Linked DNA regions of Sus scrofa: region 2 is linked to region 1. A link is a contact called in public HiChIP or PLAC-seq data. All regions are on one chromosome and are shown on one strand. Each heading gives the region's core, a stretch centred on a gene start, on an enhancer-like site or on the middle of the called end of the contact. The rest is flanking DNA. Distances are from core to core; before and after follow the strand shown.

Region 1 (3,879 bases), core at 383-2,882:
CTGCCAGCCTCCCCCTCCAGATTGTCTGCTCCCCAGGGCAGGAACCAGGTCTGATTCTCACTGGATGTGCAGATCGTGGCAGATGCTGTTGGAGGAATTTATGAACACTCTTTTTTTTTTTTTTTTTTTTTTTTTTTGGCCTTCGTCTTTTTAGGGCCATACCCACGGTATATGGAAGTTCCCAGGCTAGGGGTCTAATTGGAGCTACAGCCTCTGGCCTACACCACCGCCACAGCAACACAGGACCCCGAGCTGCGTCTGTGGCATACACCGCAGCTCACAGCAACACTAGATCCTTAACCCACCGTGCAAGGCCAGCGATCAAACCTGCATCCTCATGGATATTAGTCGGGTTTGTTAACCACTGAGCCACAACAGAAACTCCAATTTATGAATATTCTTTTTTTTTTTTCTTTTGTCTTTTCTAGGGCTGCACCTGCGGCATATGGAGGTTCCCAGGCTAGGGGTCTAATTGAAGCTGTAGCCACCGGCCTACGCCATAGCCACAGCCACACCACATCCCAGCCACATCTTCTACCTACACCGCACTTCACAGCAACGTCAGATCCTTAACCCACTGATCCAGGCCAGGGATCGAACCCACAACCTTAGGGTTCCTAGTCGGATTTGTTAGTCACTGAGCCAGGATGAGAACTCCTACATTAGCTATTTTTAACGGCGCCACGACAGGAACTCCTCCAATTTATGAATGTTCTTAATGTGGACCACACTCCACTGCTGGTGAGGGAGCTTTGGATCCTGGGAGGGCAATTCATGCACGTTACCTAACACTTCTCGGCCTCAGTTTCCACATCTGTACAATGAGGATAATATTTCCTATGTGCTGAAAACACAGATGGGAAGGAAATCTTAAGTAACTCCTGCATGTTTTCCCTTTGCCTCTTCTAGTTTCTATTCTCACCCCACCTTCGGAATACGACGAACAGGAACAGGGTCATTTCCTCTGGCTCCCCACCCTGCAAGCCCACAGGAAGTGTTCAGTTAAGTGTCTTCCTTCTACCCCCACATCCTGGCCTGGTTCCTGAATGAAGCAGGGCAGGGAAAATGGTCTCGGGGCCAGGGCACCCATCATGGGTCGTCAAGGAGTGGAGCCTATTTAGCAGAAGCCTTGGGCTTCAATTCTGGGGAGCTGAGAGAAAAGGGGGTGGGGGACCGTGGACCTGAACACCGAAAAGGAAACCCCAAGAGAAAAACTTAAAGGGGGTAGTTTCTGTCGTGGTGCAGCAGAAACGACTCTGACTAGTATCCATGAGGATGTGGGATCCCTGGCCTCGCACAGATACGGCATTGCCGTGTGCTGTGGTGTAAGTCACAGATGCGGCTCAGATCCCTTGTTGCTATGGCCGCGGCGGTGGCCAGCAGCTATAACTCCGATTTGATCCCTAGCCTCGAAACTTCCATTTGCCACGGGGGAGGCCCTCCAAAAAAGCAAAAAAGGAAAGAAAGAAAAAAGAAAAAGGGAGAGAGGCTGAAAGAGGCTCCATGTTCAGATCCCAGCCCCGATGCATCCCAAGCCATAGGAGCCCACCTGTTTTTCTGGTCCCTACTTCCCTGAACAGCTTCTTCCGGGGTTGGAGGGAGGGGCGGGGTGTGGGCGGAATGACTTCCAAATAACTGGGATTCGGGCACCACCTCGTGGCCATTCATGAAACTGCCCACTCAGGCTGAGGGGAGCCCAGAGGTCTAAGAGTAGAGGGAGCCAAGCCAGCCCTCCTCCAAATGTCCAGGCCTCCTTTGCATTTATTGAGCACTAACTGTATTCCAGACTCTGTGCTCAGCATTCTCAGGTCTTTACCACATTTAATTCTTGAAACAGTCTTAAAAGGCAGGTAATACGTAATACCATTTTACAAATCAGTCACAGGAGTTCCTGTTGCGGCCCAGCGTGTTAAGAATCCGACTAGTGGAGTTCCCGTCGTGGCTCAGTGGTTAAAGAATCCGACTAGGAACCATGTGGTTGTGGGTTCGATCCCTGGCCTTGCTCAGTGGGTTAAGGATCCGGCGTTGCCATGAGCTGTGGTGTAGGTTGCAGACGCGGCTCCAATCTAGCATTGCTGTGGCTCTGGCGTTAGGCCAGTGGCTACAGCTCCGATTGGACTCCTAGCCTGGGAACCTCCATATGCTGTGGGAGCAGCCCTAGAAAAGGCAAAAAGACAAAAAAAAAAAAAAAAAAAAAAAAAGAATCCGACTAGTATATATGAGGATGCAGGTTCGATCCCTGGCCTCACTCAGTGGGTTAAGGATCCAGCGTTGGCTTAAAAAGAAAAAAAAAATGCAGAAAGAAACTGAGGCAGAAGCTGAGGCAGAGAGAGGTGAAGGAGTTTTCCTGAGGCTGTGCAGCTACTAAGTGGACCAGAAGAGCTTCTCTCTGTACAGGAGAGCAGCAAAGCAGTCGGTCCTGCCTCTTAGCAGCTGGTTGGCCTTAGGGCCTTTCAGCTTTTTTTTTTTTTTTTTTAGGACCATATCCATGGTATAAAAACAGCCCTTAGCAGCTTCCTACTGATGGGAATAACATGCCAATTCTTTTTTTTGCTTTTTAGAGCTGCACCCATGGCATATGGAAGTCCTCAGGCTAGGGGTCAAATCGGAGCTGTAACTGCCGCCCTACACCGCAGCCGCAGTAATGCCAGATCTGCCAGATCTGCGACATACACCACAGCTCATGACAACGCTGGATCCTTAACCCACTGAGCAAAGCCAGGGATCGAACCCGCATCCTCCTGGATACTAGTCAGGTTTACTACCACTGAGCCACAACAGGAACTCCAGCCTTTTAGCTTTAATTCAAATATTTTTGGTTCAACTATACATCAATAAAATTAAATATATGAATGAATGAATGAGAGTTTCTGCTGTGGCACCCTGGGTTAATGATCTGGCTCTTCTCTGTGGCATTGCTGGTTGGATCCCCAGCCTGGAGCAGCAGGTTAAGGATCTCTCATTGTGGCAGCTACAGCGTATGTTGCAGTAGCGGCTTGGATTTAATCCCAGGCCCAGGAACTTCCATATGCCACAGGGGCGGGGGGAAGAATGAGTAAATAAATTTCCTTTTTTTTTTTTTTTTGGCCGCCCCACGGTATATGGAATTCCTGGACCAGAGATTGGATCCAAGCCACAGCTGCAGCAAGGCAGGGTCCTTTAACCTACTGTGCCGGCCAGGGATTGAACCTATGCCTCTGCGGTTCCCAAACCACTGAGGTTGGATTCTTAACCCACTGCGCTACAGCAGGAACTCCTAATCTAAAAACAAACAAAAAATTGGGGGGGGGTCCTGCTGTGGCGCAATGGGATTGGCAGTGTCACGGGACTGCTGGGATGAAGGTTTGATCCTCAGCCCAGCACAGTAGGTCAAGGGTCAGCACCGCCACAGCTGCAGCTTAGGTCAAGATTGTGGCTCGGATCTGATCCCTAGCCTGGGAACCCCATTTGCCAAGGTGCAGCCAAAAAAAAACAAAAAAAAACCAAAAACACATTTTTTAATATGTTTTTGGTGCTGTCTCTGTGCCAGACTCTACACTGGGCACTGGGATGTCCTGTAATTCTCCATCTCAGTCCCTGTTAATCCCCTTCACAACACAGACGCTTCCTTTCCAGAGCTAAAAATTGATCTCAGAACACAGAATAGGTGCTCAGTAAACCTCTGCGAATGAACTCATAGATCAATGAATGAATACAAGATTTTTAAAAAACTGAAAACGTGTCCCTGTCCTTAAGGCGCTGACAGCCTGTTGAGGGAGGCAGATTGGCAAAGGGCAGACGTGGTTCCTGCCCCTCCACCACCACCCACCTTCCCTCGGTGTTTTGCCAGAGGGACTCACAGGAGCTTTGGGAGCCCAGAGGAGGCACCTAACCTCCCCA
Region 2 (3,918 bases), core at 66-2,565, 160 kb before region 1:
TAAAAGGATATTGAGATACCATTTTTCATCTATCAGAATGGTAAAAAATTCAAAATCTTAACCACACGGTCTGTTGGTGAGTTGTGGAGAAACAGGCACTGTCATGCATCACTACCAGGAAGGCAAAAGGGTGCAACTTCTCAGAGGGAAATTTGGCAATATCTAACAAAACTGCATTTACCCTTTGGTCAGCACTTTCACTTCTAGGCTTTTACCCTGAAGATTCATCTCCAGCAATAAAAAAAAAAATATGCCCAAGGTTATTCATTATGATATTATAATTATAAACTATTAGAAACAACACTAAGAGCCCATACATGGGGAAATTCATTGAATAAATCTTGGTTTATCTATACACTAGAGTATTATGCAGCTGTGAAAAAAAACACTATGAACTGATCTGAGTGATTTCCAAGATATATTAATAAGTATAAAGAGAGCATACGGGAGTTCCCGTCGTGGCGCAGTGGTAACGAATCGGACTAGGAACCATGAGGTTGCGGGTTCGATCCCTGCCCTTGCTCAGTGGGTTAACGATCTGGTGTTGCCGTGAGCTGTGGTGTAGGTCGCAGACGCAGCTCGGATCCTGCATTGCTGTGGCTCTGGCGTAGGCCGGCAGCTACAGCTCCAATTCCACCCCTAGCCTGGGAACCTCCATATGCCGCAGGAGTGGCCCAAGAAATACCAAAAAGACAAAAAAAAAAGAGAGAGAGAGAGAGAGAGAGAGAGCGAGAGAGAGAGAGAGAGAGAGAGAGAGAGAGAGAGAGAGCGAGCATACGGCATTCCTCTGTGACTTCTCATCCTTAGCAAGTCCTCCAAGTCTGGTCAGTCACTCTGTTCTCTCCTTACATGCTCTCTACCTCATCCCCCTAGGAATCCATGATTCATTACTACAGTGGTTCTCTTATACAATATTTACCTGACAAAACCCCAAGACCTGATGTTCTTCTAGCTTTCCTACATCTTCACCTTTCCCTTTCCCTACTGATTCTTTCCCCTTGGGATTAAACATACTCAAATTTCTCTAAAAAGTCCTCCCTTGATGCCAAATCTACATCTAGCCCAGGCCTTTCATTTCTCTTCCCCTTCACAGCCATACTGAAAGGATAGTCTCTACTTGATATTTTTACCTCCTCACTTCCCAATAATTCCTCAACCCACTTCCAGCTATACCACAAAAATGACCTTTGCCAAGGTGGTCACCACTGTGGCTTCCTTGCCCTAAATTAATGGGCACTTCTCAGTCCTTACTTTACTTGGTCCCTGGCAGTATACGATAGTGCTGACCACTCCTTCCTCAATGAAATCCTACTCTGGGTTCTGTGACATCCCCTTTCTGTTTTCCTTCCTGCTCCTCTGGTTGCTCTTTTCTGATAGTATTTGCATACTCTTTGTCCAACTGGCCCTTATATTGGTTTTCGTTATGGCTCTATCCTAGGCTTTCTTCCTACTCTATACACACTTCTCAAAGACAATCACAGCTCGTTATCATTGTCCCAATCTAATGCTGCTCACTGCTCCCAAATCAACATCTCCAATGTGTACCTCAGCTCAGACCAAGTATTCAAACTACCTATCTCAAAAGCACTAGATAACACATGGGCTGTAGCTCCTGAACATTCATAACCAAGCTCATCATCTTTTCCCTCAAACTGAGTCCTTTTTCCACTGCTCCCTCACTCAGTGAATTTACCCGCCAACCAGAAACTTAACTTTCATCCTTGACTCCTCTCTTTTCCTAACTTTTCACATTCAGTCATTCTATTAATCCTACCTCCTTAATGTCTTTAAAATTCTCTGACTTCTCATCATCCAAATTATCATTACCTAGGAGCTCCCAACGTGGCGCAGCAGAAATGAATCTGACTAGGAACCATGAGGTTGAGGGTTTGATCCCTGGCCTCACTCAGTGGGTTAAGGATCTGGTGTTGCTTTGAGCTGTGGTGTAGGTCGCAGACATGGCTCAGATCCTGCATTGCTGCAGCTCTGATGTAGGCCAGCAGCTACAGTTCCAATTGGACCCCCTAGCCTGGGAACCTCCATACACCATGGGGTGCGGCCCTAAAAAAAAAAAAAAAAAAAAAAAAAAAAATTCATTATCTAGGTTCAGGTAACCTACCATCTCCTCTTCTTGAATCACTGCCACTAGCTCTTAAGTGGTCTGGCTGTTCCCAGTTTAAACCTGCAATCTTCGTTTTGAAGCCAAGATTAATTAAAAAAAAAATAAACCAACTTAAGTCTGATCATATTGCTCCATGGTAAAGATCACTGAGGGGCTCTCCACTGCCCTTAGGACAAAATGGACAGTCTTCAACATAGCTTACAGCATCCTTCATAGGAACATCCCACCTGCACTCACCTCATCAACCTCACCCCGTATCCTGTGACTGTCTTCCACTTGTGTTCTGTGACCATCGGTTCTCTTGAACTGAGTACTTTCTACTCTCTCATGCATCATTCATACGCTGTTCCTCTAATCTAGAGCTTTTTCTCTCCCTGTCTCCTCCAAATCCAGCTAGCTCCTCACACCCACCTTTCAGGTATCAGCTTAGACTACGCTTCTCTTAGAAAGCCAAGGTGGGATCTCTCCAGCCCATCATGTTTCACTCATTTGTGAAATTTCTCAGAATAATGATGGACACATGGGGGAGAAGTTGGGGATGAGGAGAAAAATGTTTATTGAATATTATGTTTAAGAGTGAAGAAGTGTGATAGCTAAGAGTATAAATTGGTACAAACTCCATGAACGGCAATTCTGTTAATATTTATCAAAAATAAGATACATATACCCTTCCGATTTACTAATTCCATTTTGTAGACATTTACTCTAAAGAAATACACCCACAGGTGTCAAATGGTATTGCAGGGAATAACACTGTACGCGAAAAATTGGAAGTAATCTACACATCCATCAACAGGAACAATTTAAATTATGGTACATTCACCCAAATGAATACACTAAAGCCATGAAAGAACTGAATATCAGAAATAGCTTTATGTACTGAAATGATAAAATCATGAAAGTATATTTTAAAATTCAAAAGTAAGGTACAAACCAATAAATATGTTAGGCTAACGTTTGTGAGAAAAGGTGAGAATTTTATGCATAAAATTTCTCTGAATTTGATCTACAGAAAAAAAATTTTTCTCTGGAAGGATACTGAAACTGAATACATTAGTTTATTATTCCGGGGAAATGAATTTAGTGGCTGGGAAAAAGAATGGAAAGGAGGACTTCCTGTTGCGGGTTAGTGCATTAAGAATCCAACTAGTATCCATGAGGACGCAGGTTCGATCCCTGGCCTTGCTCAGTATGTTAAGGATCCCGTGTTGCCGTGAGCTGTGGTGTAGATCACAGATGTGGCTTGGATCTGGCGTTGCCATGGCTGTGGCATAGGCCGGCAGCTACAGCTCTGACTTGACCCTTAGCCTTAGAACTTTAATGTGCCTTGGGTGCAGCCATAAAAAGCAAAAAACAAACAAACAAAACCAAACAAGCCAATCAAAGCAACAGCCTTTAGTAAGCCTCTACTAAAAGTTCAACACTACCTCTTAAGAGTTCTCTTTGTTTCTTTTTGCATTTTTCAAAAGTATACAAAGAAGTTAATTAGGAAATCTAGGAAAAAAATTCCCCCAGATAATAAAGAGGAAAACATTATAATCAAAACCCACAAATGGACAGGAGCATTTTACTGTTGGTTTTACCTCTTTTATCCCACCCTCACCCTTATTAAACCACCTCTCCTTAAATCATTGCAGTTGTTAACTGAAATGGCGCCCATGTGTGACAATGAGTGGGAAATAAAACAAAGGAAGAAAATGAATATAAAGCATTTTAAAAAGTTGCCATCAAACCAGCATATCAGAAAACTTCAAGAGCTTTCTTTTTTTTTTTTTTTTTGCCATTTCTTGGGCTGC

What was found. HiChIP or PLAC-seq counts read pairs in DNA pulled down with a chosen protein or histone mark.
Region 2: an H3K27ac HiChIP or PLAC-seq map of alveolar macrophages shows a contact between it and region 1. The contact joins two enhancer-like sites. A contact is called at or near these places in 1 of 47 Hi-C or Micro-C datasets (omental adipose tissue) and 1 of 2 datasets of contacts at active chromatin or transcription factors (alveolar macrophages).

The regions. Positions count from the first base shown.
Region 1 is chr6:84,334,159-84,338,037 of Sscrofa11.1, reverse strand. All of the region lies in intron 1 of LOC106507624 (a long non-coding RNA gene), which reads left to right. Among named protein-coding and RNA genes, the nearest start is that of FAM46B, 25 kb to the right of the region's middle. Within about 2 kb of position 1,632, at least 27 of the 83 cell types and tissues checked have an H3K27ac peak or open chromatin away from gene starts, as enhancers often do. A contact at or near this core is called in alveolar macrophages, where this site is marked.
Region 2 is chr6:84,495,273-84,499,190 of Sscrofa11.1, reverse strand. All of the region lies in intron 2 of WDTC1 (WD and tetratricopeptide repeats 1), which reads right to left. Among named protein-coding and RNA genes, the nearest start is that of WDTC1, 12 kb to the right of the region's middle. Within about 2 kb of position 1,315, at least 4 of the 83 cell types and tissues checked have an H3K27ac peak or open chromatin away from gene starts, as enhancers often do. A contact at or near this core is called in alveolar macrophages, where this site is marked.